2 separate regions of the Mus musculus genome follow, and region 2 is linked to region 1. A link is a contact called in public Hi-C data. All regions are on one chromosome and are shown on one strand. The core of a region is the stretch at or near the end of the contact, and the rest is flanking DNA. Distances in the headings are between cores, read along the strand shown.

Region 1 (2,606 bases), core at 40-2,539:
GAATCTGAGCATCTACTTTATGCTTTTGTGGTAAGGTACAGTAAAGAACTGTACGTGGAATCGATTTGTAGTTCCTGCTGGCTCTGCTGGAACTGGTCCATGTGAGCTGAAGAGGGGGAGGGATTTTGTAGGAGAGTGTTGGTAGTTAGTGGTGGCTAGTAGTTGTGGTTGGCTCTGCGGACCTGTTACATTAGGGGAAAGTAAGGGCTGGAGAGTGGAACTATTATGTCTGAAGTACCACGGAGGGCCTACAGCCTAATCTGTACAGTGGTGCTTTCTGCATTTGCCTGCTTTCCCTTTTCTGTCTCTTCCAAACACTGCAGGAGCTTAGTGAACAAACAAAGAAACCACTCTGCTCCTTTCTTGTGTTCCCAAAGCTGCCTTATTGAGTCATTGGCTTAATCCTCAGTTCAGGGACAATATTGACCAGCAATGTCCCCATACTTGGGCAGACCATGTACTTAACACCACTGCAAATCCCCTACTGTGACTTCACCTTGCAAGGGAAACCAGCTTTTACTAATCTGGCAAACATGGAAGTGGTAAGGGAAGCAAATCCTGACCAAACTCTACAGATCTGAATGTATAGTGTCGCACTTGAAAAAACTGAACCTTCACCAAAAACTTGACGGCCTGTTTGTTGTTTTGGGTGGGACCTTGGTCACATTCCTTCTCCCCTCCCCACGCCACCCCAAGCATTATGCTCTCATTTGTAAAATGGAGAAATCACCAAGCTTACCTTAAAAGGGTGTGGTGAGGATTATTAATTCTTTATAAAGTGCTTGGAGCAGAGTCTGGCATACAGGACAAGCTTAATAAATGTCAGCCTTAAACAAGACGAAACAAAACACGCTGTGGTTCTATCTGCTTTTAAAGTTTATATTCTACCCACTGATCCCTGCTGCCTTGCTAAGGCCCAGGGAATTGAATTTATACTTGGAAATGCCAGTCAGGAGAGATCGTAAGGCATCTGAAAGCATGGCCTAGTTAAAAAGCACACTCACTCACATACACACACACACACACACACACTCACACACACTGCTACTTTTAATAGCTGGTAAGAGCCAGGGAAAATCCAATTACAGATGAATCAATCGATTAAAAAGAAAGGGGAGAGAATAAAGGGAGGAATGCTGGAGAGACACAGAGCCAAATTACAGCCAGATAATAGAATTAAGAGTCTGTAGAACAAACTGGGAGAAACAAAGGGCTAGGGGCTGTGGCTCATTCACGGCTCTGGAAGTGAGTGGATCGGAAAGAGTCGGAACCCTAGTTGGCAGATGATATTTTCCAGCGAAATGAACTGCCACGTGCAGCCTCTAAAAGGAGAAAATTGTTTTTGGGTTAAATAGATGCTCCTGGGGAGGGATAAAAGTAAAAGACCCACACTCTGCTTTGCAAAGGTGTAGCCTTGCTTCCTAATTGCCTATTCCCTAAGAAATCATGTTTTGGCTCTCAAAACAACAAAGCTCAACCAAACAGAACAGAAAACTATGTCACTCTTAAGGAAGAGTTTCTCTCTTGTATGCAAACATCAAAGACAAACCCATGCACTTTTAATTTTCTGTTTTATTTTGGGGGGAGGGGGTGCTAAGAGGAAGGTGGGGTTGTTAATCCAGTGACAACCTCTACAGCTGTGTATATTATCAGTAGGTTCTAGAATAACATCCGTTTCTATGTATTTATGGAAAGGCGTCCTTAACTAGGCCACATAAGGAGCCAGCGCATCTATAAATAAGTAAGGCTGTGCAACGAGGAAGGCTGTCTCTCTCCCAGCCTTTCTATGCAGCTGTTATCTTTGTGCCTGGTTTCCCCTGCTCCATTGTCAAGGCCCCCTGCACTGGAGGCTGGGTGGCATGTGTGATAAGGGTACACCTTCTTTCCGAAGGCATCTGGGGACAAGCTCCATTCTGGAGGCTATGCTGCTCCATGGCCTTGGTGGGCCTTGAGGCTTACGCTCCGACTAGGCCCTCACAGGTGACTCGCCTAGGGTCACCTCCTGGGAGACAGCTGCACCAGGCTGAGCTTAGACTGGCCTGGGCTGACAGATGGTAGTGTTGGGAAGTGAGTGGGGGTGGAACATAAGGATAACTAAATAACCCTGAATCTGTAAGATTAAACAGGCTAGGGCTGCAGATAATAATGGGAATGTTTTGCCAAGCTTGGGCTTTAGAAAGCTGCCTACAAACCCTTCTACCAGGCTACTCTCTGTGGACAGGCATGAAGGATCCCAAATTACACTTGTAAGTATTTTCCTGTGCATGCTGGTGGGAAACTAAATATAAGTTATAGAAAATAATAAAATGGAGAACAACATTAAAATGACTAACATAATACTAAAAGGTATTACTAAAAGTAAATCTTTTAGTTATTCAGGGCATGCCAAAGTCTCTCTTTGTATTGACAATCACTTTTGGATTTTTGTAGGCTCTTGTCTTGAAAAAAAAAAAAAGCCCTAAAAATAGGGTTCCTGAACTGACAACAGCAGTGTCCCGTTTATCAAATAAACCTCAGTGCCACAAACCATTGAAACAGGACCTGGCACTCGAGATGCCCTGGTAGCTGCAGGATGTATCATATTTTAAAAGCTCCAACAAGTATTG
Region 2 (2,606 bases), core at 41-2,540, 270 kb before region 1:
AGGATGCATTTAGGGTAGATTTGTGTTTGTTTGTTTGGTTGGTTAGTTGGTTGGTTTGTTTTGATTTTTTTACAGTCTCTCATCCTTTCCTTCCTTTCTTCCTCCCCATCTCCTTTCTTTTCTTTCTTCCAATCATTGTACATTCTTGGGAAACGATCAGAGAACCCCCACTTTTCTTGTATTTTTAAGTATATGTATGTAATAACAACCTCTCTAGTTTGACTTTGAAAATGAATAAAGCAAAAGCCATGCACGGCCCTTCCACTAGGCTGTCATTTCTTTCAGGTTTTTAACCCATAAAAAAATAGAAGTTGAATGACATCTACCATACACATTTGGTAGAGCCTTATTTTAAGCCATGGAGAGCCTCAGAATAAAGGTAAAACACCAGCCAACAAAGAGGTATTATCTATCTGCAGGGACTGGCCTGAGAGATTTCATTATCACACCACTCCCACATCAGGGAGGTAAAACAACAAAAGGCAGGAAGCAGGGGCCATTTGTGAATGGGCAGAGGAGGCGTTGAAAGGATGAGCTAGAAGCAGGGGGAATAAGAAGGAACAGGAAAATGGTATGTCTTATTTTCTCCAGCTTTGTAATTTACTGTATTCAACTTTTGAAACACGCTATTAAGTATCTGTTTTCTTCCTTTATTAAAGGACTAATTTCCCCCTCTTACTCAACTTCTCTGCTTTAGTCTAAAGAAAAAATTGATTGCAATAAAATACAACGATCATTTCCATGACAATATCAAGAGTTTCGAAATCAAGCTCACAACTTCTGAGCGCAATTATGTCACAGCTCCTGGAAAATTGGCCTCACAGAACAGATTGTGCTAAATCCTAAGCTTGTTCCTAATCAGGGCCCAGCATACAGAGCGCCTTTGTCAGCCGAGGGGTGATTGTGATGAGCCCTGTTGAGGCTTGGACCATCTTCTCTCAGACATCTTGGCAGTCCTGAATACCAGGAATTTACAGATTTTTGTAGCACAATTTAGTATCTGGTTTAGGTTCAAAAGCAAATGGTTTGACCATGACTAATCTTGCTTATTTTAGAACCATTGTCTGGAGAGATTCTGAGATACCTTCTCTTGTGGAAATTGTCACCTAGTTCACATACATGCACACACCAGACACATACGTACGCATACACACACACACACACACTTTAAAATACTCTGGTATTTTTCAGTACCCATGAAGTTAGAATTTGTGCAGTTGTGTATAGGACATCTCCTGGCTAGAGACACTTGTCTTGTGTCTTAGGATGTGGGCTGCCTGAAAGAAGGCTTTTTTGGGCTCAATTCAATGCCAAGTTCTGAGTCATGCTATGGTCTGTTGGTTAGAGAAGTAGGGTTGCCAAGGATGCTAAAGCCCAGGATGGTTAGCTTTAGTAAGGTTTCCATAAAGCCCACCTTTCAGCCAGCTAACTGACAGCATAGCCACAGTGATAAGAGCAGCTACTCAATCAGGGGTGTCTCAGATGATATCCTTGTTCAAGATTACAGATGAGGTGAAAGTCAGCTAGTTTGCTGTGCCACCTTCACCAAACAGTTATGAAAAAGACCACAATCACTTTCATTGTCTTCTTTCTATCAAAGGGTACAGAAATGGAAATTGTTCCAGATACTAACCATTGTCCTTTGAGAATGCAGGGCACAGTGTTGTCTGGGTTATAAATAAACTCATCCCACATTTAGGTTTCATTCAGGACATCCCAATTGTGTGTCATTAGTACCTGTAGCTAGCACAGTGCCAAGCACAAGGCAAAAACACTTAATACGAGTGAATCATTATTACCCTTCATCGCTTGCAACAGATTAAAATGTGGAAAAGCTCCAGGACACAATGGAATCAATCAGCTCCAGTAATTTTCATGTGTTTTAAAGTCATGAATAACAATGTACAGAAACAAAAGTGTGACCAGAAGCCCAAACTTGTAGAATAGACTCAAGAGAGATGTTTCTGAATAAGATAACAGGACCTAGAAGGTAAAGCATCTTTGCCTTCGAGGTCTTTGCCCCCTTTCCTTTGCCCTGGAATGCTGCTGAGAAAGTTTCTAGAAACTTAAGAATTCCAACCTTGATGTTCTGATAGTCAGTCACTTTAAACCTAGCCTAGACCTTGAATCAACAGGTTCCGAGAAAGAAAAAGATTCATACAGGAAGGAAGAAGAGGCCGTCATCTGTTCTATTTTGTGGTAACGACACTGAGGTGTACATGATCATGATGCCTGTTTGGAGGCAGTGTAAGCCCCTCAGAATGTACTAAGCTGGTGGCAGAGACAGATATCTTCATAGGAATAATGACTAAGGCGTTCTTGGCATAGCCCCAGATTGTGGTCTAGACAGTCTTACAGGGCTCAGAAAGTGCTAATAATCTGGACAGGTCTGTGGGGCAGGCTCCAGGGAGCGAGCTTATTATCCTCTTGAAGAAAGGGTAGGCCATCCCTGAGCTTGAGGGAGATGTGGGAAATAATGACCATTCACTCAGAGGGATCTCTGAGGGAAAAGGTGTAGAACAAAGAATCTGTAGAAAGATAAGAAAACTGACTTCTCTACCAATTGGTCAGGGCATTATTAATCTAACGGAGAAGTCATGAGGACA

The links. Hi-C and Micro-C count contacts between places; a contact is called where the count stands out from the background.
Region 2: a Hi-C map of the N1E-115 cell line shows a contact between it and region 1, with 6 times the contacts expected there. The contact joins two enhancer-like sites. A contact is called at or near these places in 1 of 15 datasets of contacts at CTCF or cohesin (pro-B cells), 6 of 484 Hi-C or Micro-C datasets (the HL-1 cell line, the N1E-115 cell line, cardiomyocytes and 3 more) and 7 of 115 datasets of contacts at active chromatin or transcription factors (acute myeloid leukemia, astrocytes, embryonic stem cells and 4 more).

The regions. Positions count from the first base shown.
Region 1 is chr5:43,087,379-43,089,984 of GRCm38.p6, reverse strand. No RefSeq gene overlaps it. Among named protein-coding and RNA genes, the nearest start is that of Gm43700, 50 kb to the right of the region's middle. Within about 2 kb of position 1,289, at least 31 of the 459 cell types and tissues checked have an H3K27ac peak or open chromatin away from gene starts, as enhancers often do. A contact at or near this core is called in the N1E-115 cell line, where this site is marked.
Region 2 is chr5:43,357,820-43,360,425 of GRCm38.p6, reverse strand. All of the region lies in intron 1 of Gm43699 (a long non-coding RNA gene), which reads right to left. Among named protein-coding and RNA genes, the nearest start is that of Gm43699, 4.8 kb to the right of the region's middle. Within about 2 kb of position 1,290, at least 34 of the 459 cell types and tissues checked have an H3K27ac peak or open chromatin away from gene starts, as enhancers often do. A contact at or near this core is called in the N1E-115 cell line, where this site is marked.